Linked DNA regions of Sus scrofa: region 2 is linked to region 1. A link is a contact called in public Hi-C data. All regions are on one chromosome and are shown on one strand. Each heading gives the region's core, a stretch centred on a gene start, on an enhancer-like site or on the middle of the called end of the contact. The rest is flanking DNA. Distances are from core to core; before and after follow the strand shown.

What was found. A called contact is a pair of places that touch in the nucleus more often than the background predicts.
Region 2: a contact with region 1 is called in a Hi-C map of epiblast stem cells, with 2.5 times the contacts expected there. The contact joins two enhancer-like sites. A contact is called at or near these places in 3 of 47 Hi-C or Micro-C datasets (alveolar macrophages, epiblast stem cells and retroperitoneal adipose tissue) and 1 of 2 datasets of contacts at active chromatin or transcription factors (skeletal muscle).

Annotation. Positions count from the first base shown.
Region 1 is chr8:96,253,245-96,257,465 of Sscrofa11.1, reverse strand. All of the region lies in intron 5 of JADE1 (protein Jade-1), which reads left to right. Among named protein-coding and RNA genes, the nearest start is that of SCLT1, 310 kb to the right of the region's middle. Within about 2 kb of position 2,200, at least 11 of the 83 cell types and tissues checked have an H3K27ac peak or open chromatin away from gene starts, as enhancers often do. A contact at or near this core is called in epiblast stem cells, where this site is marked.
Region 2 is chr8:96,735,270-96,739,490 of Sscrofa11.1, reverse strand. No RefSeq gene overlaps it. Among named protein-coding and RNA genes, the nearest start is that of PGRMC2, 45 kb to the right of the region's middle. Within about 2 kb of position 2,485, at least 6 of the 83 cell types and tissues checked have an H3K27ac peak or open chromatin away from gene starts, as enhancers often do. A contact at or near this core is called in epiblast stem cells, where this site is marked.

The sequences.
Region 1 (4,221 bases), core at 951-3,450:
AAGGGAAAGGGGGAATTATCAAGATACGTCATAAAGGTGAAGAGGGAGTCACATGCAGCTATGCACACATTTTATAGAAGTTTGCTGCTGGTCTCGTGAAGGTTACTACTAGTCACAGACATCAGTCATCATTGAAGGATTTTCATGTTTTTCTAGTTATGAGGAGATACAAGAATTGGGCTTATAAAATCTCCTAAAAATATCTGACTATCTGAAGACCTGTTCTTCCAGTTTTTCCAGAGCACAGAGTGCCTCACTCCTGGTCTCCACCCTGAGCATTCAGCGGTGCTGCGGGTTGGCTGTTGGAGTGGCTCCTGTTTTACTCCATGTAGAGGCTGCTGGCAAGTGCAAATCTCAGTTCACATATCCTATAGGTTGTTACAGCTAATCCATTACATTGCAATAGGTGATACATAGAAAAGTAGTATGTAGATGTCTTTCATTGAATACCTTCTAGAAAATGAAAACGTGGATAAAATAGATACTTTGAAGATAAAAACAGCCTTTCTACATATAAATCATAAGATAATTAAAATCACTAGGGTATAATCCTTATATAGCTGTAGAGTTTATGGCCTGATATAATGGTACCTGTTCTACCACAGAGAGTAATTCTAGTAACTGGACAGTTTGTTTTCCTCACATCTGCCCTTTCCAAGGAGTAGCATTGAATAAACATCCTCAAATTCGTAATCATCCCATTCTTTTGTAAAAGCTCTTCTCTCTTTGTCCTCCTTGTCATTTCTCTTTCTTTCTTAGCTGGAGTCACATACCAGTCATGCCTCCCTGGTACCACACCCAGGTCGCTGACTTGTTCACTTGCAAATTCCCGAGCCACTTGCGGGGGATGGGTTCTTTTGGCTGATGCTGCTCTTAGTTTAGTGCCTGCTGATACCCCACCCCCCAGTCTTCAGTCTGAGGAAGCTTAATTTTCAAGGTTTTGAGTTACCTTGCTATCTCCCATACAATCTCATGTCCCATGTCCCATAACCCATGAATCCTGTAACCTTTAGCAGTTAGCGTGCTAAAGCCACTTATCTAGTTATTTGCTTACTGGCTCTCCCTGTGGCCCATTCTGTATCTTGTTCACTGTATCTTGGGCATCTAACTTGATGCAATTATTGAATTAATATGTTAGCTAATTTCACTGCATTTAAACTGTGACAGAAGAGGTTGCAGAGAGTAATCTGCATGTGGTCTAAACAGAGTTCAGGGCCAGCAGGTAGGACATTATCTGTGTTTGTTGAGGAGATGGTGCTCTGAGCAGCCACCACACAATCCTGGTTGTCTTGGCACGTCCCTACCTACTGCCAAAGGAGTGTCACTTGACCAGTCCAGTCCCAGGGTCTTTGGCCAATGACCTCCTCTTACTTGGCCTTTCCAGGCAATATTCTGATTATAATCAGGCTTCCTTAGGTAGTCTTCTGCTTTTTGGGTAAAGTCCAAGATGCCCAGTAATTAGTATTCTGTCTGCCTAGCTGTTTTGCTTAAATTGCATCACTTTGAGTCAATTTTGGTGAAATCAGGCAGGATGTCAGGACAAGCCCTGTTGAGGACTGGACACAAAGTTCTGTGGGGCATCTGTTGTTGCTGCCCTCTGAAGCTTTGTTTTGCTCAAGACCCCTCTCTGTGATGTCTTTATTGCTCATTTAATTTGAGAGAATCTCCATTCTCCAGAATTTATTGTAAAATTTAGTTTACTATTTAGAGACACCTTTTATAGAACACTTAAGTGATGATGCAAGGCAGGAGTTGATTAACTGTTTAAAGTACATTAAAGGGAATTCTCTTTGTAGCTCAGCAGTTGATGAACCTGACGAGGATGTGGGTTCAATCCCTGGCCTCACTCAGTGGGTTAAGGACTGGCATTGCTATGAGCTGTGGTGTACGTCACAGACGTGGCTTGGATCTGACATTGCTGTGGCTATGTCGTAGGCTGGCAGCTGTAGCTCCAATTCTACCCCTAGCCTGGTAACTTCCATGTGCCACAAGTGTGGTCCTAAAAAGACAAAAAAGTTTATTAAAAAGCAGGGCGAAATAGTTATAAAAGAAAATAGACTAAATGAGTGGTAGAGAATGTAAATGCTTTTAATTGGAACTGCGGGTGGTACTTAGTGGCTTTGAGCTGAGCCTTGGAGAAGAAGGATTGAGAGGGATGGGTGGGGAGGGGAGAGCAGAGGGGCATGGTCAGCAGAGGCTGTTTGCAAGGATAGAGGGCAGGCAAGCTGGTTATGGAGGCTTGTTAGGGTAGATGGTTGAGTAGTGCAGGGAGGGGCCAGGTGGTGGAAAACCTAAGTTTCTATTTAGACCATTTGCAGTGTGGAGCAGAGGGAAAGATTGGCATAGGGAAGAGCTTCATGAGGTCACTTCATAGGATGGATTAATTTGTTGTAATAACTGGAAGGGATAAGAAATGTGGACATGGAGATTGAAAGGGTGGTGCTTAAAGCAGTCTAGGTATGGGGCAGTGGGCAGATTTGAAAGGGTCTTCATGCATTAGGAAATAACAAGCCTTGTCAATTGAATGGAAAGGTAAGAAGGGATTTATATTAGTAAATAAATGAGCAAATGGTAAGATCCTGAATGTGAAGGTGCTGCACAGAGTTATGTGCCAGCTTATATATACATGTTGTAGAGTATTATAATGTTTTGCCCAAAATGTGTTGCTTCCTGTAACCTCCCCTTTGTTCTTCAGTACTCTTAGAATCTTACTGACTCCAACCTGTGTCCTGGAGAGCCTTGTGTTTACCACTATCAAATACTAACTATACTGAATTCCTGTTGACTTCTCTTCTCAATTAGACCAGGAGCTCCATAAGGTCAGGGACAGTCATTTTGCTATAGCACCTTTAATAATATATTAGGTATTAAGGTGTGTGTTTGTAGGATACATTATATGCTATCATATTTTCTTGCTGCTTTCTCTGGAGTGTTGCAAGTAGCCTTTTTAATTGATTATTACTTATCCTACTAGCGTCTAGATAATAATCAGCAATTGCCCTAAATGATGCTCAGGGCCCTCTGCTTTCTCTTACTGGCTTTCATTGGACAGATGGTTGCAGCACACAATCACTGTATTGTGTGCCTTAAAGATACGAACATGTGCGTACTTTGATTTCTTGAGTGCGTAAGTAATCCCAGGTGAGATAAATCAGCCTGATGTCAGGTTTAAGTACAGAGGAGGCAGTTCTGGCATGCACTCACCCTGTTACCATGCCAGGTTCCCTTAGTATAGCACAGTATTCTCAGCCTTCTTTACTTAAGATCTTTCAGGGTGGATGAAAATGAAATTCATTAGAAGGAAAATACTATTTTTTTTACTCTTTTACCTGTGTGAGAGTATTTATGTGTGTTTCGGAGCATGGTTCTATTTTGTCCAATGCTTACATTTTGCATATAGTGACTGCTGAAGTACATGCATTCTCTGGAATCCGTGTTTGAAACCTGATTTTCAAACACGGATTCCAGGCATATTGATTTAAAAAGATTATAAGTTCTCCAAAATTTTCTATGTAGGTAAATGTTAGTTGTCCAAATCAATGAAGATGTAACCGGCATTGGCTTCCTTGTTTCCAGCAGGAGAGCTCTTATGGGCTTTATTAGCCTCTTTCTCCTCTTCACAGTTTTGGTACCTGGATTTCATGAAGTGGGACCTGCATTCTTTTTGCCCTGATGCTTCATTCACGCTGTTACTTTTAAGGAATTCCTCTTTAGGTAGCACTTTCTTTTTATTTTTAAAAAGCTCTCTTGTAGGCTCTAAGGAGATAAAGCTGAAGTAGTTGCAGGAGTGAGTGGTCTTTGCCTTTCCAGTTTTCTCTTGTATCTCCTGTTGGGTCTGGAGGGGAGCCGGGTGCTTTCTAGAAGGCTGGAGGAGAATTCAGCTGCTATCAGTTGGCTTTGGCACACAGTGACCGGGCAGGGAAGGCAGTCATTCAAGTAGAGAATGGCCACAGGAGTTTCTTGGCTGTGGAAGTTTTTCTGGGGTAGGCCTGCCCTGGGCTGGGTTGTACATTGCTGGGTGTTAGAGTTCTGGTGGGCGTGAGCAGGACCGGGGTGGGGGGGTGGTCCATAATAGAACTGTGACCCTGCCCCACAGTATGAAACGCTAGGGCTCAAGACAGAGCAGGACTCATGTCTTGGCTTTCTCTTGGAAATTCTTTTTGTGGTTTTTGAAGAATCTTTTGATAGAAACACAAGTCTTAGCTGGGTAAGTGTCTCAGA
Region 2 (4,221 bases), core at 1,236-3,735, 480 kb before region 1:
CAGTGAATTTACCAGGAAAAGCACAGTAAACAAGGGTAAGGCTCTTAGGCAGATTTGAGTTCTTGCTTTCTCCATAGGTAAGATTTTCTAGTGATTTGGTCATCTTCCATGTATAGAGAGGGAGATACCCTTACAAACAGAAATTTTCCTTATAATTTTTTTTTTTTTTTTTTTTTTTTTTGCTTTTTAGGGCCTCACCCGTAGCATGTGGAAGTTCCACTAGGGGTCTAATCAGAGCTACAGCTGCCAGCCAGAGCCAGAGCCACAGCAACAGTAACACAGGATCTGAACTGCATCTGCAATCTACACCACAGCTCATAGCATCATTGGATCCTTAACCCACTATGTGAGGCTAGGGATCAAACCAGAGTCCTCATGGATCCTAGCTGGGTTCATTATCACTGAGCCACAACAGGAAATCCATAAATGTAAATTTTTTTTTTGCAAAAGGCCAACTTCTACTCAGTTTTCAGGGCTTCTCTCATGTCTGCTGTTTTTTTTGTTTTTTAATATGCCAAAAAGGTATATTTTGGGGTGGCAAAATCTGTGTTCCTTCACAGTCTATTATAGAGTGCTACTTCCTCTTCATTGTTGACATGAATATGATGGGTAAAAAGACTGTCAATTAAAACTAGACAAACCCTTATTTATTTTTTTATTGTAGTATAGTTGACTTACAGTATTATATTAGTTTCAGGCATAAATGTAGTAGTTTGATATTTTTATAGATTATGCTCCATACAAATTATTACAAAATATTAATTATATTCCCTGTGCTGTACATTATATCCTTGTAATTTATTTCATACCTAGTAGTTTGTACCTCTTAATCCCCTTCACCTATTTTGCCCCTCCCCCAACCCTTCTTTCCTCTGTTCTCTGTTTTCTGTTTGTTATGCAACCAAATTTGGGTCCCCTTGCCTACGCGCAGTAAAGCCAATCTTCCTACACCCAGCTGTGGTAAAGGAAAGTGCAGCATTTATTGTAAGACACCAGACAAAGAATCTAGGGCAGCTAATGCTCAAAAAACCTAAACTCTCTGAAGGATTTCAGAGAAGCATTTTTAAAGGCCAGGTGAGGAGTTCCCATCGTGGCTCAGCTGAAGCAAATCTGACTGGCACCCATGAGGACTCAGGTTCGATCCCTGGCCTAGCTCAGTAGGTTAAGGATCTGGCATTGTCATGAGCTTTGGTGTAGGTTGCAGATGTGGCTCAGATCTTGCGTTGCTGTGGTTATGGCCTAGGCTAGCATCTCTAGCTCCAATTCAACCCCTAGCCTGGGAACCTCCATATGCCAGGGTATATGACCAGCTCATGCTCTCTGATTGGTTGATGGTGAGGTAACAGAGCAGTGTCACAGGGGTTAACATTATCAATCCTCAGGCTCCAGTAGGTCTGGGGGCTGCCTGCTCATGGTCATCAGGTAATTAACTTCTTCCTTTGAGTGGGTGTTTAAGCATCTGTAAAAGCACTCACAAAATGAGCATCAGATTGATAGAATTTGCTCCAGAATGATAGAATGGCAGTTTCCTCAGTACCTGCCCTGTGATAGGAAATCATTGAAATAGCAGGTGCTTTACAAATTTACTAAAGCAAAAGTACATATTCAGAGAGAGAGTAAAAAGAGGTCCTACCTCACTTTACAATTGTTTTTATATTCCCATGTTGCAGACCTGAGTGGGGACCAAATTTCTGCTCCAGTCCCACAAATTTTTCCTGTCCCATCCCCCCTGTGCGCTGTGTAAGGGCTGAGTGTTGTTTGATCTCTGTATAGGGCATATTTGATCTTCTGATTGGCTTCCGGCAGGGCAGGATACCTTATTTGCATGGGGAACAGGTTATACAGCCGTGGGAGGAGAGATGGAAGACATTCCTTCCCTAGTAGGGAGTGAGCAGGCCAATTTGCTCAAGGTGGGGGAAGGGGCATTACAGTGAGACTCGCAGAGGCTTTTGTGTTTAATCTCCTTGAAGAGGACTTGAAACCCATAACAAGATTGTGTTATCTAAGTACTTCAGAGAGGAACTAAAGATTCTGTGACTGCCACTTGTCTGATTTACTATTTAAATTCTTACCAGTTCTCCTGGCCCAATTGCTACTTTTGTTGCTACATATTCACATCTGTTCAATCATTAATTCTTTTTTTTTTGTTTTTTGTTTTTTTTTTTTTTTTAATGGCTACACTTGCAATATATGGAAGTTCCTAGGCCAGGGGTTGAATTTGAGCTGCAGCAGCAATCTGCACCACAACTGTGGCAATGCATTATCCTTAAGCCAGTATGCCAGGGCAGGAACTGAATCCATGCCACCTATAGACAATGCCAGATCTTTAACAGGCTTTTGGAACTTAGAGGAGGCCTGGGAGACTACAGCATTTCTACAAACAAGAGACAGGCCAAGGACATGGGATGATCCCCTACATCTACCATTCTGCTGCACATAAACTATTTATGTCACTTGAGCCCTAGTATACCCTGTGAGGTAGCAGGGCAGGTGTAAAGTAAACTGAGCCCTAGAGAGGGGAGATACTTGTTAAGGTCATTGGTTGTAAGCGCAGAGTTGGAATTAGAAACCTGATTCTGGTCTTTTTTTTTTTTTTTTTGTCTTTTTGCCTTTTCTTGAGCTGCTCCCGCGGCAGATGGAGGTTCCCAGGCTAGGGGTCCAATCGGAGCTGTAGCCACCGGCCTACGCCACAGCCACAGCAACTCGGGATCCGAGCCGCGTCTGCGACCCACACCACAGCTCACAGCAATGCTGGATCCTTAACCCACTGAGCATGGGCAGGGATCGAACCTGAAACCTCGTGGTTCCTAGTCAGATTTGTTAACCACTGTGCCACAACAGGAACTCCCTGGTCTCCTTTTAAAGTACTCTTTCTGGAGTTCCCATCTTGGTGCAGTGGAAATGAATCCGACTAGGAACCATGAGGTTGCGGGTTCGATCCCTGGCCTCGCTCTGTGGGTTAAAGATCCAACATTGCCGTGAGCTGTGGTGTAGGTCAAAGATGCAGCTTGGTTCTGGTGTTGCTGTGGCTGTGGCGTAGGCTGGCAGCTATAGCTATGATTCGATCCCTAGCTTGGGAACCTCCATATGCTGTTGCAGCCCTAAAAAGACAAAAGACAAATAAAGTGCTCCTTCAGTTCTACGACCCTAATGGGGTTCCATATACATATAATATATATGTATATACATACAGTACCATAACATCATGACCAGTTATTTGTAATGTGACCACAAGCTACTGTAGGGAGCAGAATTTGCCATCCTAAAATATATCTCTTTGGCATATTCATTGTTTTAGGTTAGTTATTTTCAGATAAACAGCGGACAGGAGGAGGACTCTAAAAAACAAGTGGGATTTGTCTATTGTAAGAAACGTTTACATTTGTAAATTGAAAATGTCCATTTGTAAGGGTATCACCCTCTCTATACCTGGAAGACAGTGACCAATCTTGAGAAACTCTTATCTGTGGAGAAGGCAAGGACTTAAATCTGCATAACAATCTTACCCTGCTTTTCCTGATAACTTTACTTAACTCTCCACCCTCAACATTTTCTTTTGTCCTTAGCTGAAGATGAAGTTTAAGGTGAGGGCTTTGGCCATTTTGGTAAGGTACTGAGTTTCCTGACTTTCTCCCATGTATACATGTTATTATATACATGTTATTTCTCCCATGTATACATGTTACTGAATTTTCTCCTGTTACTGCAACTCATGTCAATTTAACTCTTAGATCAAGGAATTCTCTTCTTCTAGGTCTCCGAGAAGCTGGAAAGGGAGAGGAAAATTTCTTCCTCCCCAACACTGCTTTATACCTCTAAGAGTGCAGAGTGGGCCCGTCTGAATAAAAACACATTGACTGGGACCTTGCTAGAGGTAAAGAACTATGAGAGCATGAGTTTGAATTTTCTCCTTCTTCTCTTGAATGCTTCTGTTGCCAAAACTAGGCCTCTGTCAGCTGTTACCAAATAGAAATGTGGAGACAGTTTTTGAGTGAAGGAGAAAAAGATAGCTTTATTTGCCAGGCAGAGGGGGCCATGGTAGACTAATGTCTTAAAGACTGTGGAAGAGACTGGGAGATGGCTTTATAGTTTGGGGAGTAGAAAAATAGGGCCATTGATAAGGATCAGCATAGAGGCAAACTTGCGTTGTCTTTCAAAGCTGGTGTTTAGTGTCCCCAAGACTGGTTCTGGTGGTCCTCCTTCCTGGAATGAAGAATGATT